Regions from separate parts of the Mus musculus genome. Here regions 2, 3 and 4 are each linked to region 1. The links are chromatin contacts, called in public promoter capture Hi-C maps. All regions are on one chromosome and are shown on one strand. The core of a region is the stretch at or near the end of the contact, and the rest is flanking DNA. Distances in the headings are between cores, read along the strand shown. Region 1 holds the start of Rpl36al (ribosomal protein L36A-like). Region 2 holds the start of Strn3 (striatin, calmodulin binding protein 3). Region 3 holds the start of Brms1l (breast cancer metastasis-suppressor 1-like). Region 4 holds the start of Pnn (pinin).

Region 1 (3,654 bases), core at 678-3,177:
AAGATTAAAAAAAAAAAAAAAGACAGCCAGGGTTAATAAGCCATCTCTCCAGTCTTAATTATTCTTTACCCCACCCACCAATGAGTCATTTAAATTCAAATTTTATTCCCCTCCTCCCTTTTATGGAATTTTTTTGAATGAGTTACCAAACATGTATCACTGTCCATGGTAAATTAGCCAACATCAACAAGTCTGAAAATATAATGAACAATTATTAAATAATAATTTTCATATAAATTGAAAATACCTAATCAAGTGACCAATTTAATGTTAGTCTCCAAGCCATTCTGAGTGGAAGGATGAAACCTTTGTCAGCAGATCTGGGGAATGAATTCTATGACCATCACATATGTTCTGTGCCCATTATTCTGTAGCTACTGCTTATCTGTATGACTTCTTGTAGGGCACTTAGTACACACTTTGCCTAGCATGCAGAAAGCACTGGGTTCAACCCAACACAGCACCTTAGAAATAGGATATGGTGCAATTCTGTACTTCTAGTATTTAGGAGGCAGAGGTAGACCCAGACTCAAATTATGTTTGAAAACAAAACCCCCTAAATATGCAATCCTACTGAGAATCAAAACACAAGGCTTGGTATCATTAACAGTAACTTTATTCTCTAGCAGGTCATTTCTCTACTGCTTCAGTATTTTCCTCTCAGAGAACACAAGTTTTAGAACTGGATCACTTGGCCCTTCCTCTTCTTGTCGCCTCCCAGTTCAAAATGCTTGCATCTCTTAATGGCCAGCATCCTCTTGGATCTGCAGTTGGGCTCAACACACTCAAGCCTGAGCACAATCTTCTTTGTGGTTTTGGCCTTCTTTCGAAAGATTGGCTTTGTCTGCCCACCGTAGCCACTCTGCTTGCGATCGTAGCGCCGCTTTCCTTGGGCATACAGGGAATCCTTGCCCTTCTTATACTGGGTCACTTTGTGAGGCTGATGCTTGCCACATTTCTTACAGAAAGTCCTTCGGGTTTTTGGTACGTTGACCATGTTTGCAGTAGAAGTGTCTGCGATGAGAACTGTAAGAAAGTTTCAGACATTAAAGATCTTCAAACTCGAAAGTTTTAAACAGGTATAATTTGTAGGAACATATAAAAAAAAAACAGTAATGTTCGAAAATTTGTGAACCCACCAAGTACTCATTTCCCACGTGAATAAAAGGCCAACACGCAGCTGAGTGGATGAGCACTGGCTTAAACACCGGGGTTCAATCCTTACCACTTCAAGCCTATAGAAAAACTGTTTTTTGTTTTTTTAAACTAAAACGAGGCATTAACAGTTAAAAACTCAGACCTGATGGAGTGTGTCCTGGGAGGCTGAGGCAGAGGATTGCTAGTTGAGGTCTGCCTTAGCGTCCAAAGGAACTGACACTTGGAGTGGCCATTACAGTTCTCCCCAAACCAGCGTCCAATTTCTTAGGTCTCACTGCAAGGACAACGCAGTGGCGTCCGGGTAGAGAAGTTTTGCTCGGACTACCCCACAGCAATTCCCTCCGTTTTCTAGCTACGAATGGCTTACAACGAAATATAGTCGTTTCTGCAACAACCGGGCTCGTTCCTTCCCCCCAGCCACGTCAGTCTGTTTTGGCTTCACCCCCTCTAAAGCACCGTCACTCTCCAGCGGGCCCGAAGGCTGACGTGTCGTTAGCAGCCAGCACGCCTCGCCGCCCGGGAGCCGCCATGCTGGAGCGGTCTCTTCCGAGAGAGCCGCGGGCTGACCTCAAGCCGCGGCGGGCAGCACCTGCCCCTTTCCGACGCCTCAAAGAGCTAGGTCGGCTCCGGCTTCCAGGCGACCGCGGTCCCCAAGGAAGCAGCTACCGCTCTGCTCCAGACTTACCGAGAGACCGGCCGCCGCGATCCCCGACTCAACCGCACGCGCCGAACAGGAAAGGGACGAACAGAGCGGAAGTCGGAACTGAACCTGAGCGACGGGAATGCGAACCAATAAGCAGCGGCCTCCTCCGGAGGCTTCTGAGAAGCGCCAATCAGCGCCCGGCGGGGCGGGGCGGGGCGGAGGGTGTGGGCCGGAGGGCCCGGGCGCTCGCAGGCCAGTCGCGGCTTGTCAGAGCGGTCGCTGCCGGAGCGGGGCGAGGCTGCGGCGTTCGGTGTCGCCGTTCCGCCGTGCGAGCAAGGATGAGCGCGCAGAGGACGCAGAGCCACGGGCAGCGCAGGTAAAGGAATCACGGTGTCGGCGACCGCGGCGGGGCTTCTTCCGGGACCCCCGGGTGCTGAATGGAGAGGACCGAGGCGACGTTGAGCCGCGGCTCGTAGCGGCGGGGCGGCTGCCGGAGCTGCAACTGCCAGAGAGGATGCGCGGAGCCCGGGCGGCGCGAGGCAGTTGAGAGCCTTCGGGCCCCAGGACGCCGGAGCCCGGGATGAGTTAGCGAGGGCCGCCGCGGGGGCCAGTTCCTAGGGCTGCAGGCCAAGGCGACGGCGCCGCCCGCCCGCCCCTTCCGTGCAGAGGCCGCCAGCTTCTTTTCCGCGCCCGCGCTCCGGGCCCTGGAGACCATGAGGTTCCGCATCTACAAACGGAAGGTGCTAATCCTGACGCTCGTGGTGGCCGCCTGCGGCTTCGTCCTCTGGAGTAGCAATGGGCGACAAAGGAAGAGCGACGCCCTTGGCCCGCCGCTGCTGGACGCGGAGCCCGTACGGGGTGCGGGCCACCTTGCTGTGTCCGTAGGCATCCGCAGGGTCTCAAACGAATCGGCCGCTCCTCTGGTTCCCGCGGTCCCGCGGCCGGAGGTGGACAACCTAACGCTGCGGTACCGGTCCCTGGTGTACCAGTTGAACTTCGATCAGATGCTGAGGAACGTCGGTAATGACGGCACCTGGAGCCCCGGGGAGCTGGTGCTGGTGGTCCAGGTGCATAACAGGCCGGAATACCTCAGGTTGCTGATAGACTCGCTTCGCAAAGCCCAGGGTATTCAGGAAGTCCTAGTCATCTTTAGCCATGACTTCTGGTCCGCAGAGATCAACAGTCTGATCTCCAGGGTGGATTTCTGCCCGGTTCTGCAAGTGTTCTTTCCGTTCAGCATTCAGCTGTACCCGAATGAGTTTCCGGGTAGTGACCCTAGAGATTGCCCCAGAGACCTAAAGAAGAATGCAGCTCTGAAGTTGGGGTGCATCAATGCCGAATACCCTGACTCCTTCGGCCATTACAGAGAGGCCAAGTTCTCACAAACCAAACACCATTGGTGGTGGAAGCTGCATTTTGTATGGGAAAGAGTCAAAGTTCTTCAAGATTACACTGGCCTTATACTCTTCCTGGAAGAGGACCACTACTTAGCCCCAGACTTTTACCATGTCTTCAAAAAGATGTGGAAACTGAAGCAGCAGGAGTGTCCTGGGTGTGACGTCCTCTCTCTAGGGACCTACACCACCATTCGGAGTTTCTATGGCATTGCTGACAAAGTAGATGTGAAAACTTGGAAATCGACAGAGCACAACATGGGGCTAGCCTTGACCCGAGATGCATATCAGAAGCTTATCGAATGCACGGACACTTTCTGTACTTACGATGATTATAACTGGGACTGGACTCTTCAGTATTTGACTCTAGCTTGTCTTCCTAAAATCTGGAAAGTCTTAGTTCCTCAGGCTCCTAGGATTTTTCATGCTGGAGACTGTGGTATGCATCACAAGAAAACA
Region 2 (3,654 bases), core at 446-2,945, about 17 Mb before region 1:
ATAATCAGGTCAGAAATAAATTAATCAATGTAATTAAAAAGTTTACTATTCGACACCAAACTGAAGACTCATATTTATTTGAGGATACCTTTTCTACATTCATTAATCACGCTGTTGTTTCAACATTATTTCTCACCAAAGTTATTGTGTGTGTGTGTGTATAATAACGAACAATATTGCTTATGTCGAAATTTATAAGTCTGAAAAACAGGTGCAACGCTTAATTAGATACACGCTTTTTTTCTTCTAAGCTTAAATTAAACCCTGGAAAGGAACTTAAAACTAAACGCAGTCATCCTCCAGCTTGAATAATCCTTTCAAACAGATGCAGCAATTTTAAAAATTCAAGGCATGAACCCGCAACTGTCACCTTCCAAAAGTTAGGATAACCCAAGTCTGTCAGAGGATCACATTAAGTGGACATTTAACTCCGTTTTAGCTTGTACTAAGCGATAAGTACGGTCTACTTCAAATTAAGACCAATTCTTTCCGCAGACATTTCCTAAATACTGTACTGACAGCCCAGCTTTGCTTTGCATCAGTAAAAACATGAATATAGTAGGGAACTCTAGAGAAGCCGACTCAAGAGAGAAATATTCAGTTAAAGTGTTGATGAATCAGTAAGCGCTAAAGGAAATCCAAGTGAGTAGAGCGGCATCGCAGGTACTTAAAGGAGTTGAGGATGGGAAGGCAAACTTGTCCGGCCGGCCGCGAGCCATTGTGCGCGGCGGTAGCCCGAAGCGGCGTGGCTGTCAAGGGGCAAGTGCGTACCGAGGCGCGGGGGAGGGGGCAGGACGCCACATCGGAAGGGGGTGCAGGAGCCAGGAGGCAAAGACGCTCATCCCAGGCCCTCTCCGCGTGGCCTCACCCTCAAGGGGACCCACAAGCGCAAACTCAGTGCCTAGCGGGCCCACGCCAGACTCTCGCCCAGAGGCGCTGGGCCCAAACCCCGGAGGCCCAGGAGAGGTGGCTCCGGAGGAGCCCTGCGGACGCCATGCTAAAAGCCAAAATGGCTGCCCCAAGGATGCCCGCAGCGCGCCGCCCGTGAGGAGGGAGCCGGGCGCGCCGTCACCGCTCGCCGGCCGGAGCGGCTCAGGTAGGTCCCCTCCGCCCTTGAGGGCACGGGCCTCAGCCCCGGCCCCACCCCCGCGGCCCGTGGCCCCGGCCCCAGCTCGCAGTCGAGAGGGGTGACGGGTGACGTACCTGCAGCTCGGCCCGCTCCACCTCCCAGTGCGCCCGCTCCATCTCGAAGCGAGCCCACTCGTGCTGGATGTAGTGTAGGATCCCCGGGATCGTGTACTGTTGCGGCCGGGACAGCTCCGGGCCTGCCGGGGGCCCCGCCGCCTCGGCGGCCGGAGGACCCCCGCCGCCCGGCGCTCCGTTCGCTCCCGGCGGCAGGCTCAGGTTCCCCCCGGGTCCCTGCTGCGGCCGGGGAGGGGCTGCCATCCCCTGGCCGCCGCCGCCGCCTCCGGCCAGCTCGTCCATTGTGTGTGGGGCCCCGGCCGGGGCGCAGTGCCAGACGCCGACAGCTGCGGGGAGGGCCGGGACGGTGGCCCCGCGCCGACCGCAGGGCGGGGGGCCGGCCGGGAGACGGCCGGGGAGGGGGTCGTTGCCGTGTGCTTGCCGCGGATCAGAGCAGGGAGCTGCCGGCCGCCGCCATTACGGTACCTCCTCCATCTGCCCGTCTCACTCACTCACTTTGGGGGAGAGGGGGGCCGCGGCGGGAGGAGGAGGAGGGACGGAGGAGGAGGAGGAGGGACGGAGGGCCGCCGCTCGCGCACGGCACGCTGGGTAGAGAACGCCGCTGCAAGCCGCACTCCGGAGAGCCAAAAAGAGTCCGGCCTCACCCCACGCAGGCGCACTGAGGATGGACCGCTCTTCGGGAGGCGGGGAAAGGCCTGGGCCCCGCCCCAACTCGGGCGCCGGGCCCCAGCTTTTCTACGCCTGTGGAATCTGGATGCTGCCTTGACTTTGGGGAAGCGCGTGGGCGTCGGGCTTCCGGGTCGTTTTCCTCACGCACGTATCCTTAGGGGCAGCGTGGGTCTCAGCTGAGGGCCTGGGCTCTGGAGCTGCGTGCAAGGCGTCCTCCGTACTGCCCTGGAATTCCTGACGTTTCTCTAGAATTCCTGGCGTGTTTTGCTCAGTCCCAGAGGGTCGGGCCTCTTTTCTGCCTGTCACTCACTTGACCTCTGGTTTCGTGGCACCAGTCAGTCTGCAGGATTCTGGAGACGTCTACGTTTGGCAAATAGCCCAGATTCTTCCGGACTTTCTCACTGGCTCCTGGGCTTCGTCGCAACCTGCTTCTTTGGTCCCACTTCGGTGCTCCTGGCCGCCCGTTGTAACTTCTTAAGTCTTTATTATTCTGAGATTCTCTGTGTTTGAGCTATTGCTTTTTTTTTTTTTTTTTTTTTTTTTTTTTTTTTTTTCCTGAAGAAGTTGTGATATCTTGAATTCTTGAGAATAGTGGGTTGGATGGCAAACGATAACTTTCAAAGAGACTGATGTTTAGAAGTCAATGAACGCAGATATTGTCATTAGTGGCAGAAATTTTGATCGAAACAAAATGAAAGTATTGTAAATAGAACTTAAGATGAACTAAATCAACACAACGATATCTTTCTTCATCATTAAATGGTTTTAGAATGAAATACTACATACACAAAGGGTCAGTTTTTAGGTGCTATAGTGTGCATTTTTCTGTAAGTTCTTTTTTTGGTTTTTTCGAGACAGGGTTTCTCTGTATAGCCCTGGCTGAACTGGAACTCACTTTGTAGACCAGGCTGGCCTCGAACTCAGAAATCCGCCTGCCTCTGCCACCCGAGTGCTGGGATGAGAGGCGTGCCACCACGCCCGGCTTTCTGTAAGTTGAGGTAACAGCCTGGCTACCGGGCTTGGTGAACCATGTCTTTAATCCCAGCACTCGGGAGGCAGAGGTAGACAACCTGATCTCTGGGTTTCGTTTCAGACCAGCTTGGTCTGCAGAGTTCCCAGACAGCCAGGACAACAGAGAAACCCTGTCTGGAAAAGCCAAAAAAGGAAAGAAGAAGAAGGAAAAAAAAAACAAAAAACCTAATAACCTATGTAACAGCAAATGAAAAGAAAAATACACAGTACTTACAGCTATACAAGAAATAGTATATAAAATTGGTTATGTTTTTAAACTTTTATTTTCACTCTGAAAGCCTATTCAAATTTTCACATTGGAGCATATAAGTGACTTCATATAACTTCAGAGAGAAAAAGAAATACATTTTATTTTGTCATGTCTGCTGTGTTATAAAGAACTAATTCGATCTGTTACACTTATTACCATATTTATGAAATGTAGTCTTTAGTAAATGAAGAAATGAGGCTGGAGAGATGGCTCAGCAGTTAAGAGCACTGACTGCTCTCCTAGGCGTCCTGAGTTCAGTTCCCAGCGACCACAGTGACTCACAGCCATCTGAAATGGGATACAGTGCTCTCTTCTGGTGTGTCTGAGAGAGCAACAGTGTACTCACATAAGTAAATACATCTTTTTTTTTATATGAAGAAATAGTACTGTTATCTAAGAGTTATTGACAATCAGCATACAGCTGGCTCAAGCAGTCCCATTCCTTAAGAAAGAACACATAAAAAGCTCAGAAAAACTTACATCCTGGGTACCTATTTTAT
Region 3 (3,654 bases), core at 816-3,315, about 13 Mb before region 1:
CTCTGCAAAGTTAACTCTCAGATTTGTGTAGAGATTAAATGGACTGATTTACTTAAAGTACCTAGCAGTACAAGGCATAAGGGCGACCAGAAATCTCAGTACTATTTAGCACACATTCTCTGGTTACTGATAAAACAAAGATTAGCTGGGGCCAAGGACTTTTGCCAACAGCTGTTTTTATTTGATCTGCATTTAAGAAACAGAACCCCAAGGCCAGGAGTGGTAGTACAGGCCAATATCCCAGCTCTAAGGAAGATGAGGCCATGCTATGAACTCAAGGCCAGCAAGACTGTCTCAACAAACATGCTCACAACAACAAAAAACCCCACTTCATCTGAGGCAGTGTTTGTATCTTGACATTCTGTACAGAAGTCACAGTTTTAGTTTCTCTTGCAGATTTGGAAGGCCTGATATTGTTAGGCTAAAATTATCAGATCCTATCAACTGCCTGGTTGCAACATAGTAGCTGCCCCCACAGTAACTTTGCTTTGTCTTTTATTTTCATGCTTGATTAAAACAACCCTTGTTCTCAAGGAACTTGCAATCTTATAAGTGACCCACATTGGCTGAATATAGACTGCTAGGAAAAGAAGAAAAAAAGGACGGAGCATAGCCATCGTCTGGTGGAACATGAGCCATCGTCTGGTGGAACATGAGAGCGTCTGAAGTGTGGAAGATGGTGGTGATGGTGATGTTTGTATATGCTTGGCCCAGGAAGTGGCACTATTAGGAGGTGTGGCCTTGCTGCAGTAGGTGTTAGAGCAAGTGTGTCGTTGTGGGCATGGGCTTTAAGACCCTCATCCTAGCTCCCTGGGAGCCAGTCTGAATAAGATGATGTAGGACCCTCAGCTCCTCCGGATGCTGGCATGCTCCCGCCTTGATGGTAATGGACAGAACCTCTGAACCTGTAAGAAAATGAGCAAGCTGAGAAAGGAAAAATATTTAAAGGGACACCGGGAAGTAGAACAGAGCAAAATCTTTTGTTTTAGGAGATAACAGATCCCACTCAGCTAAATTTAAGTCTATGTGTGATGGAACATACCTTTAATCCCAGGAGACAGAGCCGTGCAGATCACTAAACTCAAGGTCAGCCTACTGAGCAAGTTCCAGGACAGCTAAGTTTCATTCTACTTCCTGGTGTCCCTTTAATACTTTAACCATATATTTTGTTGATAAAATGGACATAATACCGACTCCTACCTTAGGGCTATTAAACTAAAAATTGAACTCAGCAAATCCATGCAGTGAATTTACCAAGATAACCTGATAAAGAGTGAAAGTGATCGGTTATAAGTTACGATTATTATGGTAGTTATGGCATCGTCCTTGTCTGTGTAATCCTGTTTTTGAAAAAAAAAAAATGACATCTTTTTAAGTCAAATATTTATTTTTCACTGGAACCTGAAATTAAATCAATTTAATTTGGGTAGCTTCTTCCATTAAAAAAAAAAAAAAAAAGTAAGAACGCAAGATTGAAATACTAAGATAAAATTTCCTTCCCCTCTGTAGTTTTGGTTGTAAAAATTCCAAGAACAATGAAATTTTCTTTGTGAAAATTATTTCTTACACATACAATTCAATTTAATAGTTTACTAGCTGTACTAAAGGTACTACTAGTGTAGAAGAGACGATTCTGTAACCCTCCAGGCTCACAGAGTATGCAAAGACCCTTTCAGGCAAAGGATCTTTTCACATTCTTCTCACAGTTTGAGTAGCTAGGCAGATCAGATAACCACTTGGCGGGAAAAGGATAAGTACAGACCAAATCCGCACAATCTGTTTCTGTTTAGTTTATAAACTGCGTCCCAGTATGTCAGCTTTCCTGCCTTGTGGGACTTGAAGTCCGAAGTGAGAAGCGATTAAGGCAGCTGAATCTTAGAAACCCATAGCCCCTGAAGCTCTGAGGCCTAAGGACTACAATTCCCGACAGACAGCGGAAGGCCGCGCCGTAATCACCGGTAACCAATCGTTCGCTTGCAAGACAAGCCACGCCTCTAGCTCCGGGACAGCCTTGACCAATGGCAGAGCTCGCAGCGCAAGCCTGCGGGTTAGGTTGTGAGGCTGAGGCCGGGGGTGGGGAGGAGTCGAGGGTTTCGGATCCAGCTCGGTGGCCGGGTGGGTCGGGGCGTTCGGCGCGCCCTTCACCGAAGCGGCAGTGGCCGGGCTGGGAGCAGGAAGTGGGAAGCGACGGCGAGGTTGGAAAATGCCGGTCCATTCTCGAGGGGATAAGAAGGAGACGAATCATCACGATGAGATGGAGGTGGACTACGCGGAGAACGAGGGGAGCAGTTCCGAAGACGAGGACACCGAGAGCTCGTCGGTCTCGGAGGATGGGGACAGTTCAGGTGCGCTACCCAGCTGGGCGGGGATGCCGGGTCCCTTGCGCCGCGCGCGCGACAGGCCGCGGTGCTCACGCCGGGCGGTGCGTCCTGCTGCGAGCGCGGGGCGGGGAGATGGGGAAGGGGCGGGGACTGGCTCGGCGTCTGGCACCCGGAGCTGCGGGTCGCCGCGGGCTCCAGTTCTGGCTCTGGCTCCCGGTGGGCTGGGCGCCCGCAGGCTTTGAGGACCCGAGGCGATTCTGTGCACTGTGGGACCCGCCCTAGGGTCACCTGGCAGTACCCTGGGGCTACCGGCTCCGGAGTGGAATGTCCGGCTGGCTGGTCTGGAAGACTGCAAATGTCCCTTAGCTGACACCACCGACCTCTTTACTAGTAGTCTCAGCAACCTTTGTCAGCGTTTTTGTGGGGGCTGAGGATAAATTTGCCTTGGTCCTTGGCGGGCTTGCCACTCATCAACCTTAGCTTTCAGGTCAGCCTCTCACCAGTACTGTCATCAGAGGACTGACTTGGGAACTCTCAGGTTCATAATAGGTCCCAAAAGTTTTCAAGACGAAGAAGGGACCAGCCTGAGGGATCATTTGGAATCTTTGTCAGTTTTTAATCTGGAAGATGTGGGCAGTGTTGACATTCCCAGAATCTTCAAGCTTTGGTTATTTTGTAACTTTGGGCTGTTTCTAACCCCTTATAAGTCTTTTAATACTTTAATAAAATGAATGGAACTGATTTCCCGGATCTTCCTCTAACCATATGACAGACTGAGAATGGCTTTGTCTAACCCTGGTTTTGGCTGTGTAATGGGAAGCATTGATAACAGGTTAATGACTGTGGTATCACCTCACACCTTTTTTTTTTTCAGGTTTGTCTGTCAAAAAAGTATACTTGGAAGCATGTAATGCCGATAAGTCAGCCATCCAAAAGTAAATATTTATGAAGTTTTTACTCATAAATATTTATACTCATATACTCATTTATATACTCATACTCATTATACTCATAAATAAACATGAGGATAAATTTATAGTTATCTCCGTTGAAGAACAGTGTTTTGCTTACTCAGCAGGACAGTTGAACTCATGAATTCATGGTAGTTGTGACAGTGTGCACAAGACCTGGGCAGACTCAATCCAGACTAAAATCCCAGTATGGAGGGGTAGAGGTGGGCATGAAGTTCCACCACTAAGCAGAGGAGCTATGGACATTTGTTAGCAAGACCCTGGTAGGCACCCACGCATCAGGGCAGGGACTTAGGGGTGGATCTGGAGGAGTTGGGGAGCGGAAGTGAGTATGTTCAAATACATTGTATAACATTTTCAAA
Region 4 (3,654 bases), core at 765-3,264, about 10 Mb before region 1:
TTTTAAAAATATTTATTTTTAATTATTTTATGTGCATGAGTATTTCACCTGCACGTGTATATATGTACTCTTCGTGTGTCTGCTCGCCATGAAAGCGAGAAGAGGTTATCGGGTTCCCCTGACTGGAGCTATCGGTGGTTGTAAGCTGCCCTGAGGGCGATAGGAACCACACTCAGGCCCTCTTGGAAAACAGCCAGTTAGATTAACCACTGGGTCATCTCTCCAATGCCAAACATTTATTTTATTCCTGAGTGTGTGTGTGTGTGTGTGTGTGTGTGTGTGATATGTATTATAAATATATAAATAGATGGGAGGGGACACCTGGGTTCAGTTCCCAGCATCAACATTAACCTTGTCTGTAACTCCAGTTCCAGTGATCCCACCCCCCACTTCTGGTCTCTAAGGGCATCATGCATACATGCATGTAGTTGCACAGATAAACATGAGGGCAAAATACCCATACATGCAAAATAATAGTAAAATTTAAAAGATCCTATCTTTTATGTATAGATAACTCAGTGAAACCTTGTTTACAATTAGAATTAAATAATTTTTAGACTTAATTGCTTTTTACCAAAGAAAAAATCTTGGTTTTCTATATTGCTTCCTGCTAATATGCTATACACCTTCAAGCTTCTTCAAAGATATTTCCTGTCACCCTCTCCTTTTCTCCCTTTCTCTCTCTCCCTCTCCCCCTCCCCACCCTTCTCTCTGAGGGGGAGTAAGTATTTCCAGACAGGATTCTCTGGCTGTCCTGGAACTAGCTCTGTAAACCAGGCTAATCCACCTGCCTCAACCTGTCATGTGCTGGGATTAAAAGGCATGTTACCACCTGACTTTTCTCTTCTTCTTCTTCTTCTTCTTCTTCTTCTTCTTCTTCTTCTTCTTCTTCTTCTTCTTCTTCTATTTCTTCTTCTTCTTCTCCTCCTCCTCCTCCTCCTCCTCCTCCTCCTTCTCCTCCTTCTCCTCCTCCCCTTCCCCCCTTCTTCTTTTTGGTTTTGGTTTTATTCAAGACTGGGTTTTTCTGTGTATCCTTGGCTGTCATGGTATTCGTTTTGTAGATAACAGGTGCTGTTAACATTGATAAGATAATGAAATTCTTCCTCACCTATCCAGTTATGAGCCTCCACACAAATAGCATACAGGATAAGACCAAGTTACTGTTACTAAAAACAAAACAAAAATTCTTGTTCCTTTTCAGGGAGAAAACTTGTAAGGATTTGACCTTTGCATTTGTGTAACATTTTTCCGAACTAAAACGTGTACCTCTATGTCAAGTACAAAACCAGCGTCCATATTGGCATTGTGGGTAGGGCAAAGTGGAATCCAGAAAATACACACAGGAAACCACTGGCAACTTCTCCAGACCCTCTATTATACCCGCAGGCATTAGGCCCTGCTGGAAACAACTTTGCTCAGGATCAGAATATAAATTGCCTCTTCATCGAGATCTGACGACCTGTTGGACCTAGGTCCGCAGCCTCAATTTCCTTATCATTAAGCACCATCTCATTCAAGTTTCTAGTTTTTAACGACTAAGGCACGCAAAGCGATTCTCAGTGTCCACAATAACTATTAGCTGTTAGGATGAAGACTCCTGGTGGTTCAGTTCACTAATGGAAGACAGCCTGCGCCTCCCTGCACTCTGGGCATGCGCAACAGCCATTATTTGCCATGCCCTTTTCTGATTAAACCTCTTGGGGAAGGAAAAAAAGGATGTATAGCCTCTTCCGTCCCATGGGAAGAGTTTAGGCGCACTATGAAGTCAGCGACATGTCAAGTTTAAGAGGATGCCTTTGCAGACCCCCGAGATTGGATCTATCACACCGACGTAATCCCTCCCCGCTCTGCGCAAGCAGCGGAGCGCAACCACGGCAGGCGGCGAGGGGAGGAGCTGAGTGACTTGCCGGCTTCTCATTGGTCCAGAATCACGGATCGACAAGCTTCTTCCCCTTCCGGTCCTCGGGTGGTCCAGGCCCGAGAAGAAGCCCGCGATCATTGGCTGGGGCCGGCTGTCAGTCCTTCCGCGTGGAGCGGCGGGCGCGGTGCGGCGCTGCGCGGCCTGGAGAGCGGTCGCGAAGCCTGCTGCAGAGAGAAGATGGCGGTCGCCGTGAGAGCTTTGCAGGAGCAGCTAGAGAAGGCCAAAGAGAGCCTCAAGAATGTGGACGAGAATATCCGCAAGCTCACCGGGCGGGACCCGAATGATGTGAGGTACGGATCGGACGGAACCCCAGAGGTTGGCGAGGTCCGGGGCCTCGGGGCCGGGCGCACCCGGGACAGAGGGCAACCGGCCGCTTGTGGGCCGACTGGGGTCAAGGGGCCCGTTTCCCGGGCGGCGGGCGAGCCCTCTGCTCGGCTAGGCGGGGAGACGCCATGCCTGCGCCTAGGGCACTGGGTGCGAGTGCTTGCGAATGGAAGGAAGGCCCGCCCGGCTGCCCGGCGTGGTTTCCGCGCCCCCGGGAAGGCCGAGACCACGGCTTCCCGCCCTTGGCGCTGCAGGCCCGGAACTGCAGTACAAAGCCCCTTTCCACCCCTGCGGCTCCGAACCCTTGTCAAGTCGGAGACCCCCGGGGGAAGCAGTGGCTGCCTCTCCCTGCTGGCTTGGGTGTCCTTCCCTTGAGGTTGGCAGATAGGACCTGACCCAGACTTATTAATATGTAGCAGTCTCGAGATACATATATTTTCGTAACGGTGGTCTTGGGGAAGCAAGAAAGAGGATTTTAATGTTTGGTTTCGAAGAAGTGGATCTGAAACGGTCATTTTAGAATTATTTGTGTTCATTTCTACGTAGTGTGTACCTTAGTGTGTGGAAGTATATGAAGCCCTCTCATGTGTCTGCATAGGACTTTTACACTGATTATAATTCTTTTTTAGGCCCATCCAAGCCAGATTGCTGGCCCTTTCTGGTCCTGGTGGAGGTAGAGGACGAGGTAGCTTATTGCTAAGGTAAGGAGATGATAACTGCCTTGTTTCTAATAAATGTATTGCAAAAGTAGAGGTTGGAGAATATTAGAACAGTTTCATATGCACTACACTTGGGAGGCAGAGGCAGGCGGATTTCTGAATTCAAGGCCAGCCTGGTCTACAAAGTTACAAAGTGAGTTCCAGGACAGCCAGGGCTATACAGAGAAACCCTGACTGGGGGGTGGGGGTGGGGGGGGGACAGTTTCATATAAACTTAACTGTTTTTAAGTTCTGTTAAGGCTTTTGACATCTAAGAATGTAATTGGTGGTAGGGTGTTGTTCATGTAATTGTTTGCTTAAGTTTGCTTCACTTGTGTTTTTCTTCTTTATGAAATCAACTAAATTCTCTAGTCGACTAGAAATACCAGTTTCTGCTAATGTTTCTCGAGCTTTAGGTTGGATGTTTCTCATTGCAGGCGTGGATTCTCAGATAGTGGAGGAGGACCCCCAGCCAAACAAAGAGACCTGGAAGGGGCAGTCAGTAGGTATGGTTTCAAAAGATGTCTGGAGAGTCAGTACCCATCTTGTTTTCTGGGACACTACAGATATTTCTATGTCATTGGGATTGATTTGAACTGGGCTAGCCCAGTTTACAGAACTCAGTGGGATTAGAAGTAACACGTTCTGTTTTGTACTTTAAAAAACACCAAGAAACGTTTGGATATGAGAAGAGAGCAAAGCTTGGTTTGG

What was found. Promoter capture Hi-C pulls out the DNA fragments that hold promoters and counts their contacts.
Region 2: a contact with region 1 is called in a promoter capture Hi-C map of liver, with 4 times the contacts expected there. The contact joins the promoter of Strn3 here to the promoter of Rpl36al in region 1. A contact is called at or near these places in 3 of 39 promoter capture datasets (cranial neural crest, liver and second pharyngeal arch cranial neural crest).
Region 3: a contact with region 1 is called in a promoter capture Hi-C map of pre-B cells. The contact joins the promoter of Brms1l here to the promoter of Rpl36al in region 1. A contact is called at or near these places in 1 of 39 promoter capture datasets (pre-B cells) and 1 of 484 Hi-C or Micro-C datasets (B cells).
Region 4: a promoter capture Hi-C map of pre-B cells shows a contact between it and region 1. The contact joins the promoter of Pnn here to the promoter of Rpl36al in region 1. A contact is called at or near these places in 4 of 39 promoter capture datasets (the C10 cell line, the HPC-7 cell line, cranial neural crest and 1 more) and 1 of 484 Hi-C or Micro-C datasets (B cells).

What each region holds. Positions count from the first base shown.
Region 1 is chr12:69,182,140-69,185,793 of GRCm38.p6, forward strand. It overlaps Rpl36al (ribosomal protein L36A-like), which reads right to left and starts at 1,928. Exons shown (of 2, transcript NM_025589.4): 1 at 1,844-1,928; 2 at 595-1,026. The coding sequence starts at 997. The coding sequence ends at 677. It overlaps Mgat2 (mannoside acetylglucosaminyltransferase 2), which reads left to right and starts at 2,019. Exons shown (of 1, transcript NM_146035.2): 1 at 2,019-3,654. The coding sequence starts at 2,515.
Region 2 is chr12:51,690,219-51,693,872 of GRCm38.p6, forward strand. It overlaps Strn3 (striatin, calmodulin binding protein 3), which reads right to left and starts at 1,696. Exons shown (of 18, transcript NM_052973.2): 1 at 1,204-1,696. The coding sequence starts at 1,485. It overlaps Ap4s1 (adaptor-related protein complex AP-4, sigma 1), which reads left to right and starts at 748. Exons shown (of 6, transcript NM_021710.4): 1 at 748-1,096.
Region 3 is chr12:55,834,301-55,837,954 of GRCm38.p6, forward strand. It overlaps Brms1l (breast cancer metastasis-suppressor 1-like), which reads left to right and starts at 2,066. Exons shown (of 10, transcript NM_001037756.3): 1 at 2,066-2,345. The coding sequence starts at 2,204.
Region 4 is chr12:59,064,905-59,068,558 of GRCm38.p6, forward strand. It overlaps Pnn (pinin), which reads left to right and starts at 2,015. Exons shown (of 9, transcript NM_008891.2): 1 at 2,015-2,211; 2 at 2,875-2,946; 3 at 3,381-3,449. The coding sequence starts at 2,099.